Linked DNA regions of Mus musculus: region 2 is linked to region 1. A link is a contact called in public HiChIP or PLAC-seq data. All regions are on one chromosome and are shown on one strand. The core of a region is the stretch at or near the end of the contact, and the rest is flanking DNA. Distances in the headings are between cores, read along the strand shown. Region 1 holds the start of Uck1 (uridine-cytidine kinase 1). Region 2 holds the start of Ptrh1 (peptidyl-tRNA hydrolase 1 homolog).

What was found. HiChIP or PLAC-seq counts read pairs in DNA pulled down with a chosen protein or histone mark.
Region 2: a FOXA1 HiChIP or PLAC-seq map of pancreatic cancer cells shows a contact between it and region 1. The contact joins the promoter of Ptrh1 here to the promoter of Uck1 in region 1. A contact is called at or near these places in 1 of 115 datasets of contacts at active chromatin or transcription factors (pancreatic cancer cells) and 1 of 9 other capture datasets (adipose tissue).

What each region holds. Positions count from the first base shown.
Region 1 is chr2:32,258,699-32,261,398 of GRCm38.p6, forward strand. It overlaps Uck1 (uridine-cytidine kinase 1), which reads right to left and starts at 1,407. Exons shown (of 7, transcript NM_011675.2): 1 at 1,211-1,407; 2 at 882-1,041. The coding sequence starts at 1,336.
Region 2 is chr2:32,774,413-32,777,112 of GRCm38.p6, forward strand. It overlaps Ptrh1 (peptidyl-tRNA hydrolase 1 homolog), which reads left to right and starts at 1,409. Exons shown (of 5, transcript NM_178595.3): 1 at 1,409-1,483; 2 at 1,892-2,111; 3 at 2,295-2,394; 4 at 2,571-2,616. The coding sequence starts at 1,418. It overlaps Ttc16 (tetratricopeptide repeat domain 16), which reads right to left and starts at 1,221. Exons shown (of 15, transcript NM_177384.3): 1 at 919-1,221; 2 at 636-683; 3 at 1-145. The coding sequence starts at 936.

The DNA.
Region 1 (2,700 bases), core at 157-2,656:
TTTGCTCTGGTGCAGCAGAGGAGGAGGACCACCTCTGCCCAAGGGCAGCGCAGCTGGGAGCCAGGGGTGCTGAGGACCCCACAGCACACCCCAGGATGAAGGGTAAGGTTGTCCCACCAGAAACTGGAACAAAGACTTTCTGATTGGCTGACACTGGGGGAAAGAGATCATTTGAGCCTCTGCTCCTCTGTATCTGGCAAAACAAAGTTAAGAGTCCTATTCTCTGACCTTCAGGAGTCCCTAGGAAAGCTTAAACCTTCAGGAACACAGGCCCCTACCAGGCCAGGAAGCTCCAAGGCCTGAGCCCCAGATTAACCTCTGTTTCTACAACTGGCCTCCCTGAAGACTGACTGCCCCGAGACAGCTTGGGGAATCCAAAGGTCAGGCAGGCGGTAGGTAGGGTGTACAAAGGGCTCCTCAGCAACAAGGTGCCAGGCAGAGATTTCAACACATCAAGAAGCGATCCTCAACATCTCCTGGCTCCTCCTTCCTAAGTGGCTCTAGCAAAAATCTTGAGTCACTCCAGGCTCATGGAATTCAGCAAACCCTACCTTTCTGTGGGCCCACTACCAAGGGAAATGAGGGTAATGTTTCACGGAGCCCCATTGCTGCTGCATTCAATCCCCGCCCCCCTTGGCAGTTGGTGTCCAGCAGTTCTCTCTGGACAGCCTCAGTCTGGCACTTTGCATCCTATGTACACATCCCTGGACAGCCTCGGTGGCAGTCTGCATCCAACAAACATCTCCTACAGCCCTGGTCCAGCAGTCTGCATCCATACACATCTCTGTATCTGTCTGGCAGTCTGCAATCTCTGTAGAGCCCATATCTCACAGCAGTTTATCCTCTACCCCCAGCTCTCCAGGCAGACATTCTCCAGGTACCTGGGTGGTCAAAATTGTACTGTCCCTTCAAAGCCTTGGCCTTCTGCTCGGCCGTCAGAACCTTGTAGAAGCAGTCCTGGCTCAGGATGACCAACTTGCGCTGCCGGCGGTCCACTTCGTTCTGTCCCAGCAGCTCCATGATCTTCTCACACACTGTTGACTGGGGACAGAAGGTGCCAAAAGTGAGCTTGTGCACTGAGTGACCCGCCAGCCCCTGGGGACGACCCCCTTAGCTGCTAGCAACAGGTGCCGCGGTTGGGCCAGAGGCAATGGCGCCCCAACCAGCGGCCTGGCAATCCCTCCGCGAGGCCCAGGCGCAGGGCGCTCACCTTGCCACTAGCGGTGCCGCCGCTCACGCCGATGAGGAACGGCCGCGGCTGGGGACGATCGGCCTCGGGCGCGGCGCTCTCCGAGCCGCCGCCTCCCGCCGAAGCCATATCCGGAGCGACGGACATACATTCACCGACTCTGCCCGCTCCCGCCTGGACGTAGTGACGGATGCTGTGCGCATCGCTTCCGGGGACATGAGCGCATGCGCGCATGAGGCGCGGCACTCAAGGCCGTGTCCCTGAAGAGCCTCAGTGACTCCAGAATGACCCCTTTACCTGGAGGCGGGGCCTGGATGGGGCTCCACCTCCCGACGAGACGCACACTCAAGTGCTGGACTAGACCAAGGTCTCCAGCCCACTGACCCCTATTTCCCTAGCACAGCCGAGATCCTGTCACCCACAGGGTTAGGACCGTCCCTGCCTTATGCTTAACCCCATCAGTGCCTCCTGCCACGTGAGAACGTGTCATCCTGAGACACTTAGGAAGACCTCCCTCTCCCTGGCGCATTATTTAAGTATCTATGAATCTGTTAAAATCTCTTGATTTTTAGACAGATTCTTACCGCATAGCCCTTGCTGTCTGGTACTCTGAAGCCCAGGCTGGCCCCAAACATTCTCCTGCCTCAGCCTTCTGAGGGTGGGAGTAACAAGCATGTACCACCATGCCTGGCTTTTTAAAAAAAGGAAATATTTATAATAATTTTATTTATATGTGCTTGTGTGTGTGTTATGGGTCTGTGCACATGACTGAAGTGCCTGGGGAGTGTCAGATCCCCATAAGGCTGTAGTTACAGGCAGTTGTGAGCTGCCCATTTTAAATGCTGGGAACTGAACTCTGGTCCTATGCAAGAGCAGTACACTTTTTTTTTTTTCCACTTTACTTTATATGTATGGCTGTTTTACGTGCCCGTGTTTTTGTACCACATGCTTGGAGTTCCCACAGCGACCAGAAGAGGGAGTCGGTTCCCTCTGGTAGTGAACTTTCTAACAGTTAAAAGCTACCAGTAGGTACTGGGAATTGAAACTAGGCTTCTGGAAGAGCAGTCACTCCAACTCTCACTCCAACTCCAACAACCTGGCTTTTAAATTCTGTTGTTGTTGTTGTTGTTGTTTTGCTTTCTTTATGACAAATGTCTCATTGCGTAGCCCAAGCTGGCCTAGAACTTGCAAAGGAGATACGAATGGCTCTGAACTCACAGTGAGAGACCTCCTGCTTCTGCCTCCTGAGTACTAAGAATAAAGGCGTGCGCCATCATGCCTGGTCTTCAATTCTTCCTGTGAGCATTGATTGCTCCTGACGTTCATTTGCTATGAATACTTAGGGGGTTGAGAAATGGGGTGGAGCACTTACCTGGACGCTGCTGGACTCTCCAGTCTTGCTGCCTGCCTCGAGCAGAGGTGCTGCCAGTCCACCAGCCCAACTGCTTTTATGTCAGCACAGACTTGAAGCACTTGGTTGAGGCCTTAAGACAACCATGGAGTGGCCAGAG
Region 2 (2,700 bases), core at 159-2,658, 520 kb after region 1:
CTGTTGATCCTATCATCCTTCGTTTTGTAGGATCTGTCATAACATAGAACACATGACTGGTCCCAAAGATGCGTCGCAGGATCTTCTCTGGGGCTTCAGGAACCTTTAGCTTTGGAGTTTTCTGGGAACGGGCACTGTGAGGCTCCTGGAACCAAGCCAGGGGCAGTAAGCTCAGAAGGCCTCAGGAACACTTCCCCCAGGAGCTTTGCCTACTGGAAGAGGTGTGAAGAGGCCTCCTGGTAGAAGGCACACCTAGTCTGGGGTTCAACAGTCCCCCAGGGCTCCAACATTTCTCTAGCCCTGCCTCTCTCCCTGTCCTGTGGTCAAGGTCAAGGAACCACTGCACCCTCTGCTCTCCTCTTGGGCTTTGTCTGCTCTCACCTTGTGCTCTAGCTGCTCATCGTTTTCAGACCCTGCTGCACAAGGTTCCTTGTGACTCCCGCCCTGGGATTCTCACACTCGTCAGGTCACATTGAGCAAGCACTTCACCTGACTTCTTCCCAGGGCTTCTCACCTCTGTGTGATCACCCTTCCCATAGTCACCAGAATCGGGGAACCTATGTCTCATCAGTCCTCAAGTTCTGTGTTTCACTCCTCAAAATCTCTCCACTTGGGCTGGGCACGGTAGTGCATACCTTTAATAACCCCGTTCTAGAGCTAGAGGCAGATGGAGTTCTCTGAGTCTATAAAACAAACAAACAAAACCCCAAAACGTTAAAACAACAACAACCCCCCCAAAAAATCTCTCTGCCCTCTCTCTCCCTTAGGACTGGGAGGCCAGTCACCCTTCTCCCCTACCACACTACAAATGATGACCTCTGACCTCTCCCAGTTCCCCTGAAGGGCTTGACTGGCTCTTCCTCAAGCCCTTCTTGCGGCCCCGACCTCTGCCTCAGCTTTCCCCTTCTCAGCCCTCACCTTGCTTCTGTCTGTCATGGCCAGGTTTCTAGGCTAACTTCTGGGCTAAGCATACTCTGAGGTTCCCTAGCTCCGTTGTTGCTAGGCACCAGGTCCACGATGTCCATAGGCCCCGCCCACTTGGCCCCGCCTCCGAGAGTCACTAGAAACTCAGCAAGGCAAGCCAAGGCCTAAGTCAAGGAAAGAACCTATGGGCAGTGCACGCCGACGCGGGCCAGGGTAGAAACTTAACGAGGTACCAGCCCTCGAGCAAAGGCCGAGCAAAGGCTGAGCCATACAGGGTGACGCGTCGCGGAGGAATGCACCCAGACACTCGCCCGGGCCCGCGATCCACCCACTTCCGCCCCGCAGAGACATGGCGGACGCCAAACCCAGCCTGGATTGGGCGTCGCTGGACATGTCGTGATGCTATTGGCTTAGGGATGCCTGACGTCAAGGGGCGGGGTCCTGGCTGTGAATGGGAGTCGGCACGTTGAAGTCCGGTCTTTTTAGTCCAGGGATGCGGCGGAGTTGGGCCTTGAGCCGGCAGGTTTCCGAGGCTCGGTTCCCCGGGAAGCGGTGGCTGGTGAGTGGGGCGTGGGTGGCTACACAGGGACGCGGGGCTTGGCTCCGCAGCTACGCTTACATTTAAGTGTATGCGTTGTATGCATGTGCCCTGTGGCTGTCAGAGGGCAACTTAGGAGAGGGTTCTTTCCACCATGTGGGTTCTGGGGATCGAACCCAGGTTGTCAGGGTTAGCAGCAACCTTACCTTCGGAACCATCTTTTCGGGATAGTTGTCCCTTTTTCTACTTAGTCAAATAGGCGCAATACTAACTGGCTCCAAACTTTTAGTTTTGCTCTTGCACCAGGGAGCGGCATCCTCTGGCTGGTGGGGCCTCCAGGAGTTCCCAGACCCTTAAGTGCTCCTTCCCAATACTGTCGCTTCTGTTTCCTGGTCAATGTTTTGGGTCCTGAGTGAGTGTTGCCTACAGGTGGCTGGCCTGGGGAACCACGGAATGCCCGGCACCCGGCACAGTGTGGGCATGGCGGTGCTGGGGCAAATAGCAAGGCGACTGGGAGTGGCGGAGAATTGGACTCGTGACTCGCGCTGTGCTGCTGACCTCGCCCTGGCCCCGCTCGGGGATGCTCAGCTGGTACTGCTCCGGCCGCGGCGCCTCATGAACGTCAACGGGCGCAGCGTAGCCCGAGCTGGTGAGTTGTAGGTTTCATGGATAAGAGGGCACAGGGACCAGAGAGAGGGTTCAATTGTGACAAGTGCCTGGTGAGCCCCAATTACTACAGTGAAGGCTTGGGGAAGCCTGTTTACATATGGGGGTTGTTGTGACCCCTCTGAGCAGATATGCAGTAACTAGAGTGTTGTTTCCCTGTGCCAAGCGGAGCTGTTTGGGCTGACTGCGGAGGAGATCTATCTGGTCCATGATGAACTGGACAAGCCGTTGGGAAAGCTGGCTCTGAAGCTGGGGGGCAGCGCAAGGTGAGGCTCTTATGTGCGTAGGTTTGGGTAGGGATGCTGGCCTCTGTTGGAGTGGAGTAAGATTGTTGAGACTATCTATCTCGATAGGCTGGGCTGCTCTGAAGAAGGCCTGGGCAAGGGAATGGAGGAAGGGCACTGCCTCAGAAAGTACTAACTGCTCTTCATATCCCCTCAAGGGGCCATAATGGAGTCCGTTCCTGCATTAGCTGTCTGAACTCCAATGTGAGTCTACCCTTCTGCCCTGCCCTGGGTGGGGGTGGCTAGCATTGACATTGTATCTCACCAATGCATCCTCATTCCCCTGGG